Regions from separate parts of the Mus musculus genome. Here all the other regions are linked to region 1. A link is a contact called in public HiChIP or PLAC-seq and promoter capture Hi-C data. All regions are on one chromosome and are shown on one strand. The core of a region is the stretch at or near the end of the contact, and the rest is flanking DNA. Distances in the headings are between cores, read along the strand shown.

The links. Promoter capture Hi-C pulls out the DNA fragments that hold promoters and counts their contacts. HiChIP or PLAC-seq counts read pairs in DNA pulled down with a chosen protein or histone mark.
Region 2: a contact with region 1 is called in an H3K27ac HiChIP or PLAC-seq map of embryonic stem cells, with 11 read pairs. The contact joins the promoter of Ogt here to the enhancer-like site in region 1. A contact is called at or near these places in 1 of 39 promoter capture datasets (pre-B cells) and 3 of 115 datasets of contacts at active chromatin or transcription factors (astrocytes, embryonic stem cells and microglia).
Region 3: a promoter capture Hi-C map of embryonic stem cells shows a contact between it and region 1. The contact joins the promoter of Nlgn3 here to the enhancer-like site in region 1. A contact is called at or near these places in 10 of 39 promoter capture datasets (the 3T3-L1 cell line, the HPC-7 cell line, the SN4741 cell line and 7 more), 1 of 115 datasets of contacts at active chromatin or transcription factors (embryonic stem cells) and 3 of 9 other capture datasets (adipose tissue, liver and pancreatic islet).

Annotation. Positions count from the first base shown.
Region 1 is chrX:101,480,507-101,484,115 of GRCm38.p6, forward strand. No RefSeq gene overlaps it. Among named protein-coding and RNA genes, the nearest start is that of Itgb1bp2, 33 kb to the left of the region's middle. Within about 2 kb of position 1,320, at least 10 of the 459 cell types and tissues checked have an H3K27ac peak or open chromatin away from gene starts, as enhancers often do. A contact at or near this core is called in embryonic stem cells, where this site is marked.
Region 2 is chrX:101,637,784-101,641,454 of GRCm38.p6, forward strand. It overlaps Ogt (O-linked N-acetylglucosamine (GlcNAc) transferase (UDP-N-acetylglucosamine:polypeptide-N-acetylglucosaminyl transferase)), which reads left to right and starts at 2,268. Exons shown (of 22, transcript NM_139144.4): 1 at 2,268-2,539. The coding sequence starts at 2,503.
Region 3 is chrX:101,297,241-101,301,041 of GRCm38.p6, forward strand. It overlaps Nlgn3 (neuroligin 3), which reads left to right and starts at 1,939. Exons shown (of 7, transcript NM_172932.4): 1 at 1,939-2,056. Med12 (mediator complex subunit 12) reads left to right here. Exons shown (of 45, transcript NM_021521.2): 45 at 1-1,694.

The DNA.
Region 1 (3,609 bases), core at 70-2,569:
TATGTTTAATTTTCTTTGAGATATATATTGTGTGTTGAATATAGTAAACAATAGTGTACTGTACATTTTCAAATGGTTAGGAGGCCTGAGAGTGTAGCACAGTGATGGAGTGCTTTAGTAGCATGGATTTGTCACATGCAAAACACTGTATCACTGACAGGTGCTACATCCCCAGCATCAGGACCACAGTTTTCATTACTCAAGCTTTGCAGTGAGTTTTGAAATCCATAAGTAAGTCCTCTGAACATTCTTTGGTTTTTATTGTTTTAGTAGTATGTTGTCTACTTGCGGTTCCTTTGGACCCTGTATTATTATTAGGGTGGGTTTTATAACAACATGTTTTTGAGACAGGGTATACTGGATAGTTTTCTATCAACTTGATACAAGTTAGAGAGGAAGGAGCCTCAGTTGAGGAAATGTCTCCATGAGATCCAACTGTAAGGTGGTTTTTCAATTAGTTATCCATGGGAGATAGCCCAACCTATTGTGGGTAGTGCCATCCCTAGGTTGGTGGTCCTGGGTTCTATAAGAAAGCAGGCTTTTGCCAGGTGGAGGTGATGCTCACCTTTAATCCCAGCACTTGGGAGGCAGAGGCAGGCAGATTTCTGAGTTTGAAGCCAGCCTGGTCTACAAAGTGAGTTCCAGGACAGCCAGGGCTATACAGAGAAACCCTGTCTCGAAAAACCAAAAAAGGAAAAAAAAATTGAATCTTCGGACCAATTAAGAAATCCTGTTAGAAAAATTCTAAACATAATTCTTGGGTTTTCCAATCAAAATCAGAAAGCCAGAAAACATTCTAAAAGATCTGTGTTCAGTCTTCAGACAGCCTTCTCTGGATAGCTGCTAGCAAACCTTCTGAAAGAGCTCTCTAAGTAATTCTTGGAATTTGAGGTCAGAAATCCTATTAGAAAAAAATTCTAAAAGAGCTTTGAAAAATTCTAAAAGAGCTGTGCTTGCTGTCCATGGATTTTTCTGACCAAAATCAGACATTCTGTTATAAAAAAAAATAGTGAAGAACCGTGTTTGCAGAGCTTCCCAGATACCTCAGCTTTCTACAGAAACAAATTCTAAACAGGAACTGCCGTCACTTTCTGCTAGCTCATCCCAACACAGACTAAAAGCCCAGTTTTCAAATACATATCAATCCGGTTATTTATTCCAGGTTCCCTCTTGACCATCCCAGGAATCAGCATTCCATGACCTTAGCCCCTTGATTGTTAAGAAGAGACAGCAACCGAAACACAGACAATTAGAGAGCTCAGTGGGACCTAGCCCTGGAATTACCATTCCAACCACGCCTCGACCTAGGCTGACCTTGAACTCAGGAATCTGCCTGTCTGGTCTGGATCGTTCTGGGTCCTGCTGCTCTGTTCCAGGGACAGGAACCAAGTCATGCAATGCAGTCCCTTACGTATGACCAAGCAGAACTTGGCATTATACACTACCTTTCAATCTATGATGAGGCATCTTTTTAATATATATTACATGTGTATGTATGTATACCTGCATCTCTGTATCTGCCCTATGTGCCTGAAGTTCCCATGTAAGCCAGAAGAGGCTAGCAGATCCCCTGGCTTTTGTAATTTTCACTGCCAGTAATAGAAATGCATTCACACTTTAAAAAAGAAACTGGATCCAGCCAGGCAATGATGGCACACCCCTTTAATTCCTGCACTTGGGAGACAGAGGCAGGTGGATCTCTATGGATTTGAGTCCAACCTTGTCTATAGAGCTAGTTCTGGGACAGCCAGGGCTATGCAAAGAGAACCTGTCTCAAAAGAAAAAAAGAAAAGAAAAGAAACTGGATCTGTGATCTAGGGAGATGGTTCTCTGGGTCAAATGTACCTGCGTAAAGCTGGCGATAGCACCATATATCTGGAGCCCCATTGCTAGGCTGGAGTTACAGATCTCTGTATCCCTGGGGCTCGCTCACTGGCCAGACAGTTTAGTTCAATCAGTGAGCTTCAGGTTCAGTGAGAAATCCTGTCTCAAAGAAAAGGTGTAAGGCAATAGGGGAAAACTTCCACATGTATGTGTATCCTATACACAAACCTATGTAAACATATACCACCAAACATACATATACACAGACTTTTGTATATACAGAGCCTGGATTTGAGCTAGGTGACCATAGGGTTGTACACTATAATCCTAGCACTTGGGAGGCTGAGGCAGGAATATTGCTTTGTGTTTCTAGTCAGCCACAGCTACATAGTAAGACCGTGTCTCAAAAACAAAACAAAGTAATGCTAACATATAAAAACAGAGCCAGGGAGATGGTTCAGTGGATATTGGTTCATTTCCTGCCAAGTCTGAGTACCTGTGTTTGATACACAGAATCTACATGTTACCCTCTGACTTCAACATGTGCACTGTATGTGGAAACACAAATGTAGACATATGTGTGTGCACACACACATACATACATACATACATACATACATACACACACACTAAATGAATGTGAGAATTTTTTTGTTTTAAAACATTAAAAATGGGGGCTGGAGAATGGCTCAGCAGTTAAAAGCACTGACTGTTCTTCCAGAGGTTCTGAGTTCAAATCCCAGCCATCATATGGTGGCTCACAACCATCTGTAATGGGATCTGATGCCCTCTTCTGGTGTGTCTGAAGACAGCAACAGTGTACTCACATTCATAAAATAAATCTTTTTTAAAAAAACATTAAAAACAAGAAAAAGATATTTGGCCCTGACTGGCCCAAGAAATTGTGCCATAGTCTTCTGAATGTCCGAGTGAACATCATCTCACCTGGCTACCATTTGATCTTTTTCAATACTGGAAAGTGAACCCAAGGCCCTGCACTCTACCACTGAGCTACATTACCGGTCCCTTTTTTATTTCAATACAGGTCCTCAAGCAGGGCGGTGGTGGTGCATGCCTTTGATCCCAGCACTTGGGAGGCAGAGGCAGGTGGATTTCTGAGTTCGAGGCCAGCCTGGTCTACAAAGTGAGTTCCAGGACAGCCAAGGCTATACAGAGAAACCCTGTCTCAAAAAACCAAAAAAAAAAAAAAAAAAAAAAAAAAAAAAAAAAGAGAGAGAGAGAGAGAGAGACAGGTCCTCACTGTAAAAGTAAGAGGCTTTTCTATGCCCATCCTTGCTTTGGCAAGGAGACCTTTATATTTATGAATAAGCTAGCACTATAGCTGGCACTATTCTAAGCTAGCCAACTTCCCAGCTGCATGGTCCCTTACCTGTCATCTTAGTCCCCCTCCTTCATTTGGTCTTACCTGAGACCCTCTTCCTTTCTCTAAGCACAGAAGTGCTGCCTTTTCCTCTCCTGCTCAGCTATAGGCTGTTGAGCTCTTTATTTGACCAATCAGGGGATAGAGAAAAATGTTTTACAAAATACTGAGTCTGGGGGTGCCTCATAATAATAATACCAAATTACTGACTGCAACTAGATCTCTGGGTACAGAAATCAGCAATTGAATACACAATGCACAAAACATCCCTAACATCTCACTAAGTTCTACAGTTTGGTCTCAAGTTTGCAATTCTCCTGTCTCAGTCTCCTGAGTATGTGGCAGGTACACGCTACTGATCTGATCTGCAGTTAATTTTTGTTGCTATTATTATACTTCTGGGA
Region 2 (3,671 bases), core at 1,018-3,517, 160 kb after region 1:
GGGGCTCTCTCCACGCATCTAGAGAGCCTGCGGTGCAGTGTCAATGCATTCTGTTCAGCTTCATTTATCTTTTGGGACAATCTTCCAGTGACTGCAGCTGGGTGCACATCTCCAGCGCTTGCTCATGGCATTGCTTCAAAAAGGATGCTTTAAATGAACAGACTCCAGGGGGATGCTACAGGATAGATAGGAAACTGTTGCACGGTAAATGGTGTTAGAGTAGTGGAGTTTGGAATTAGAATGGAAGCAGTTGATGTATTTTACAAAGGACTACAAATTTCAAATTGCTGCATAAAAAAGGAAAAGAGAAAAAGAGTAACTAGAAGAAAAAAAATGAAAGGAGCACAGAAGCACCCCACTCCCCGCATTGCCCAGTACCAGCCTCTGTCTTCAGACCCCCTCTAGTCTGAGGTTCCCTTTCCAGACAATAGATCAAATGGGCTTCATTAAAATAACCCTCGGTATTCTTATTAAGCAGCATTTTGGGTCTACCTAAGCATATTGGAACTCCTTGAGGGCAAAGAGTTTGTCTTTTTCATTTTATGTTTGCCACAGTGCCTCGGATATAGAGATTTTAGTAAATGTTAATTTGTTGGCTGAAGAAGTTAGGCTTGACTGGTAAATCCCTGGAACCAAACCTCCAAGATCCTATTATTGGAGGCTCCTGGACCAATTCCTTGAAGGAGTTTTCCTTCCTGAGCTACATGAGCCTCACAATCCAATTTTTTCATAGCAGCGTGAGACTCCTTTCAGATGAGGGAACCCCAGATCAGTTTTCTATGAGTCAAATAGCTGTCCGACTGGGAGCATGACCTGACATTTAACGACTTTTTACTTAATTAACTATCACGCACTAATCAAGAAGGCCTAAACATCTGCTAGTAGAATCTGAGTTGCCTTTCTTAATGAGGAAAAGCTGAGTTCTTTCAACAAAGGTGGATCACTTGGTGGGTTTGGGGCTTGCCAGGTGTATCAAATGAAAAGATAAGGCCAATCAATATCCAGGAGAGTTTGAATGGCAAGCTTTCTTTTTTACTACATGTTGTGGTTCTGTGGGGCAGAAGAAATGAACAATATTATCAACTTTTTCTGCACTCATAATCCAAAGTTCATAGGTTGTTTGGCAATCTCAAGAAACTGAAACAGCCTTTGAGGATTTGTTTTTTATTTCACCAAGGAGCTAGACAGCAAACATTTTTACACAAGCTCACTAATTTTTCCTAGATCAAAGAGTTTTGAAACGGAAAGACTCTAAGAGAGCTAACTGTAGTCCCCAGTGGCTTGTAATAATCACTTAGTGACGTGTCTTAAAACTGTCAAGGAACAAGGCAGGAAATATAAATTAATAACAATGTGACAAAAATGTCCAAACACTGGGCTTGAAACCGTAAGAGGATCCAAAGAGCTGTTTTGTCAAAGGAAGGCAATTGGAAATTCATTGTAGTTGTGTGGTTTAGGAAGAAGGCAAAGGAACACAGTTTGCTTTGTTGAATTGCCTTAAGCTCCAAGGCATTTGCAGTCCTTAATGATTCTGACGAAACAAGGTCACAATTCAGGATCAGGAATTTTGAGGAAAAAGGCATCCTCTTTAACATTTCTGTGGTTGCTTTTGACATGCAAACTCCTAGCATTTACCCTGTTACCATCCCGAATCTCACAAACGATTTTGAATTTTAGGGTTATATGGTTCAAATCGAACACATTTGGGTTCACTCAGCTCAGGGAGACTGTCCGTTTTTCTCATCAAAGTACTTAAATTCATGGGTGGAGTCTGAATCAAAAAGCATTCAAATCGAACCGGCTCCCCCATTGTTTTGAACAGCCCCGTCTCTGAAACGCAAATATTCGCGTTTACTTGCTTAGAACTAACACGTTGGTCGTGTAAACTACCCTTTTCTGTTGAATGGAGTTAATTAAACTTTTCTAGACGCTCTGACATTCTAACATCGACATCACTGACCAGGTAGTAGACTCGTACTTTAGCGCTTGCCAAAAAAAAAAAAAAAAAAAAAAAAAAAAAAAGTAATCGACGGGCGTTTTTTGCCCTTCCGCCTTGCTCTTAAAAACTTGCTGGCTCTTGCCCCATAGGGAGCCCTTAACCCGGAGTTGCCTAGACAGGGTTGTCGCATGCGCTCTCTACAGTCATGTTTGTCGCAATGGACCTTGGGCGGAAGGTTACGTAAGAGCAAATGACTTTGATTACAGTCACTTGGTCGGTAGTCTTGTTACGCGCTACCTCCGCGGGGTACTTGATTATAACAGAAAGTAGTTCCGGCTTGTGTTGTTTCGGTCGAGGAGCCCTCGCCGCCATTTCAAGACAGTGAGAGGTAGATGTCTACCAAGAGTTCCTAAGATTCGAGTTCAGTATTCTGTGCCGCCCCCTGAGCCCTTCAAAACACTGATACGGCTGCTGCCTTTTTTCTGCTACTTCTAGAACCATTCTTGTCAGTAGTGGCGGCAGTAGAAGTCAATTACCCCTTGTTCTATCTCAAGAAGCTCCAGATGGCGTCTTCCGTGGGCAACGTGGCCGACAGTACAGGTACTAGTGTCCCATTCTACTCTGGCAGACGTCCCTTTGGGGTCTGGCGCCGTCTTGTATCTTTCATTACTTCCCTCTGACCATCCCCATTACATCAGTGGCATTACTGAGCTCTCGAGTTCTACTGCTATCTGATCGGGTTTGGTGCTGCCGTCCGTTCGTAAACATTCTCTAGTTGCTTGCTTGCATTTTGCTTGCTTTGGGGGCTTTTTCGTTGTTGCTTTATCCCATCAGTGTTGTAGCCTTCTCTCTCGGGACGAATCTATAGCACACGTGCGCGCTTAGTGTGTCTTGGAATGGGCTGCATTGGAATCTCTGCAATTTCTGTCTCCCGTCGCAACTGTTTTCTCCCTCAATTTCAGCCCGTCGCTCCCTCCCGTGCGCTTCCACCTCCTCCCCAAAGCCCCTTTCCCTTAGCCACATTTGGTCCTCCTTTGCCAGGCTAGGGCGGGGATGCTATTTCGGTGTAATCCTAGCCTCACTTTGCATCAGGCATGACTAGCGAAGGCTCCTCGGTGTGCTTCCAAGTAGCACCAAGAAGAGCTACTTGAGCCCGCACCCCGCCGGGGCAGCGCCTTGTGTTCTTGGGTTGAGCGGCCCCGATTTAGGTTGGAAATTTCCAGGGGTTCTCTTAGCCATCACCCAATTGCACCCGCTGCCCCAGTACGGAGTTTCCTACCCTGGTCAGCCCTCCCTGCTTGTTGCAACCACACCCTTCCTCTGCGAACGTGCCAGCCCGACAGTCGTTTCTTATCCTCAGGGAAGAAACCACCTCGGTGTGTTGCTTGGCGGCGACCACCCTGCCCGCCCTCCTAATTCTCTTTCTTTGTGTTACTTTCTCTATGTATTCCTCCGCCATGGCCTCTGGGTTTTCATCCCCATTCTTTAGCCCAGTATCTCTTTATCCATAGGGTGTGCATTATTATTTCTTTTTTAAGTTTCCATCCTTGCTTGAAGAGTTTGTAAAGCAACTGGAGTGTAGCTGCACAAGTGCAAAGCGGTTGCCTCTTTTCAACGATGCATCTCCAAGCCTTTGCTACAGAAAATAAGAAAACAACCAAATTGTAGGAGTGTCCTTCAACTGCCTTTCCAGATTGAGGCTGTTTGGGGCGGGAGGGGATGGGGAACCAGG
Region 3 (3,801 bases), core at 689-3,188, 180 kb before region 1:
GGAACTGCTTGTACACTGGATGTGGCCCAGCCTTTCTGCTTAATTCCCAGTCCCCTTCCTGGGCGAGCTCCAGTAGTGGTTGGGGTCCTTCCCTCAGGCTCCATTTTTAATGAATTTTTAGTATTTTTGTTAATGTGAAACATTGAACTGTTGGGTTTTGTATATTATTTATATAGAGATCCTAGAGCTGCTGCACTCAATACACAGAGCTTCTTTGCAAAAGAAGTGTGTGAATGTACACATGGAAGGGTCTCCTGTGAGAGTACCGGGGAAAGGATGAATCACTAAGAAGCTTCATGCCTTCTGCATCGTCTCCCTCCTCACCCTCTGCCTTTGCATTTCTGAGTTCTCGCTGCACTGCTACACTTGGTTCCCTGCTCGAAAGCAACCCGAATGAGCTCCAAGCCCTTGGTCCTCAACTCAACAGTGCAGCTTCATGACAGCCTTTTTCCCACTGGGGATGTGCCACTAGAGGGGGGGCTCATTGGGCTGGAGAGAAACCAGTGCAACCCCATCATCCTTCCACAACACTCCAGATGAGAGTAGGGTAGAGATGCCAGACAATGCCTGTCATTGTGTCGTCTCATGTAGTCCCCACAAATACACCAAGCTAACTAGAGAACTTCTCTGAAGGGAACATTTCTAAATAGTTGCTGTCTGTGCGCATGAGATGGCATGTGATGTGACAGAAGTTCCGACTAGTTCTAGCAGGAAGAGAGACAAGCAGGATGCCACACCTGTTTCTCCCTGACCTGCTGGAACCCCATGTTTTCATACAACCCACCTTGGCAGTTTCCCAGAGTGACTGTTTCTCACTCTCAACCCAAAATTTCCTTCAGAGTCACTTTTGAAACAAGGGCTGGGCTGGTCTCACCATCTCTGTGGTCTGTTTGCCTTAGGCCCTCAATCCAAGGCTGCGCTGGGGGCCCCAGCTACTTTATGACAATTTCTGCTCAGCTAGGACTAGAAGAAGTCTACATTAGTCTGGTGGTTGGGTGATAACTGGAGGGTACCCCCAGGTTGGGTGATAACTGGAGTATACCCCCAATCTATAATTACACCCTATCACTGGGAGGTGTCAGTTATGCCCTTAAAAGCTTGAGTGCCAACTGATGAATATCCAAGTCATTTTTAAAAATATCTCTGAGCCCACAAAGCCCATCTACATACAGGACTTCCTCAAGTCGTGAGAAAGGAACGGGGCTCCCAGGTATGGTAAAGCCAGCACAACTGAAGCAGTTTTTTTCTTGACTTGCTCTATCCTGGAAGCAGCCCAAGGGGTAGAAGTTTGGCTAGGATAAGGGACGTTCAGCAGGGATTTAATGGTGTATGTGTGCTAGGTCAAGTGGATAGGTGTATTACATATAGAAACTAGATAAAAACATTAGCTATTGGGGTGGGGGTAGAAACCAGAATGGGGCGAGAACTGGTCTTTTGAGACTGAATCCAATCCACCTTGACAGAAGCAGCAGAAGTGAATGACATTGACCTCTGGGAGGTAACAGGATGAGGGAAAAGTGACCCCACTGGTGATTGCACCTTGGGTGGTGCTGGTGCTAAGGAGAGGTGATGCTTGCCAAATGAGGGCTTTGTGGCAAGAAACTGGATCTTCTCCATACAGTGCCTCAGTTTCTCCCTGTATCAAGGTCTCAAGCTTTGCCGATAAAGTTTGGATTTGTTTTCCTGGAAAATCACCTACCTGTCTGATAGCTTGGAATGTGAGGGTGGGGGACAGGAGCAGAGCTTGCCTGACGTGGTGGGTGTGTGTGTGTGTGTGTGTGTGTGTGTGTGTGTGTGTGTGTGTGTGTGTGTGGTGGGGGGATTGGGCCATGCCCCAGGACTTGAGCCATCACTGGCACAAAAGGAGTTAATGCCAGGGACCGCGCCCCCCCCACCCCGTGTCCGGGCACGCGCAGCGCGCCCCCTTGGTGCGCGGGCACAGCAGCCAGGCTGCCGGAGAGCTGATCTCGGAGATTCGGGTGCGGAGCCCTTGGCCTGGAGGCGATATGGGTGGTCCGTGGCCTGGTTCAATCGTTTGCAGCCGCCTAGGGAACAGGTGAGGCCGCCTGCTTCGGTCTCTCATCCTCTAGCTGCCCATACCTTTCCCAATCCTGTCCCCTCCCAATCCCGGGTCCCTCCACCTCCCCGGCCAGTGGCTCCCATCCTTCTCAACCCCGTGTTCTCCATAGGTACCCCTGACCTCCCGGCCCTCCCTCACTTTGCTTCTCTCCTCTACCTCCTCCCTAAATCCTGCATCCCTATCATCCTTCCGCCCATGGTTTCTCTATTTCTATCATCCAGCCTGCATGCTCACCAAAAAATACCCCTAACCAGAGCCCCCAGCCCCATTCAAGGATTGCACATTGCCAATACCCTCTCTCCTGCAGTGCACCCCCACACCCCTTCCATCATAGCATCTTACAGCCAGGTTCCCTCCCCCACTCTCTGCAGCCCCCCCACCCAATGGAGGCCTTTATTCTAGCCTCCCCATTCTAAGGCAATTTCATCCTCTAATATCGTTCCAAACCCACATAGCCCCCAATACTGCAGTTCTCAACACTGATCCATTCCAGCACAATGCCCCTTGCCCAAGACTGCTCCAGCCCCCAAAGTCCCCTTAGATGCCATTCTCATCCCAGCATTGCTGCCTCCCTTGTCTTCTCCCAAATTGCAAGTTGGACCAGAATGGAGATCTTGGCCTTGGGAACTAACTCACAGTGGGTCCTAGGGTACAGAGGGCATTTGGGGGTCGGTTGGTTTGTCTAGGTGTTCACCAGAGGGAGGGGCTGCAGCGAATTGACTCAACAGGGGAATTTGGCATTTGGCGCGGAAGGGTTACGGGAGAGGAAGGCCTCTAGAAAGGGTTAATGGAATTTGTGAGGTGGGGGCAGCATCGAGGGGGTTAATGGGGGGGTGCTGGCGGGGAAGCTGTGTGAATGAGCGGTCTGTGCCCCAGAGTTGCCATGGAGACGGTGAATGGGGGGATTGTGTGAACTCAGCTGCGGACTAACCCCCCCCCCATATACACACCCACCCACTCCCTCCTGCCCCACCTCCCTACTCCTACCCCTTCTTTCCCCTTCCCCTTCCCCTCCACCTCTCCACCCGGGTGCATTCTGGGCAGTGTCTGGGATCTCCCCACCCCATACTTTGCTCCCCATTTCCTCTAAGCCCCCATCCCTTTAGTCACTTTACCCGCCTGCCTGCTTTCCTCCCCATCTTTCTCTGTCTCTTGTCTCTCCCTCCTTCTCTGTCTCTGTCTCTCTCTGTCTCTCCCTCCCTGTCTCTGTCTTTCTCTGTCTCTCTTTCACACACACACACACACACACACACACATTCTCATTCCCCTCCCATGGTGGCCGATTGCCGATTGCTGGTCGGTCCCAATCTCCCTCCCCCACCCCTTCAGCCACTTCTTAAAGGAACAGGCCTGAAATCTCGGAAGGCGGGAGAAATGGGGGAAAACTAAATGTGACTGTGTGTGTGTGTGTGTGTGCACGCGTGCGTGCATACACACAAATGTGTGCATGTGTGCACATTAAGTGTTTGTGTATCCATGTGGGACACACATGTCTGTGTGCCCGTGTATATGTGTTGACTGTAACTGTGTCAGAAGGCCTGTGTGTGTCTGAGCGTGTTGCTATTTCTGTTTCTGTCTCCACCTATGTGTCACCATTATGCCACTTGTGTCTGGATATTTACCTATGCGGGTATGTGTGATTTTGTTTCAGTAGGTCTCTGTGTGTGTGTGGCTCTGGCTGTGTGAGGCGGTCTGTCTTGGAATGTGGGACTAAATGAGGG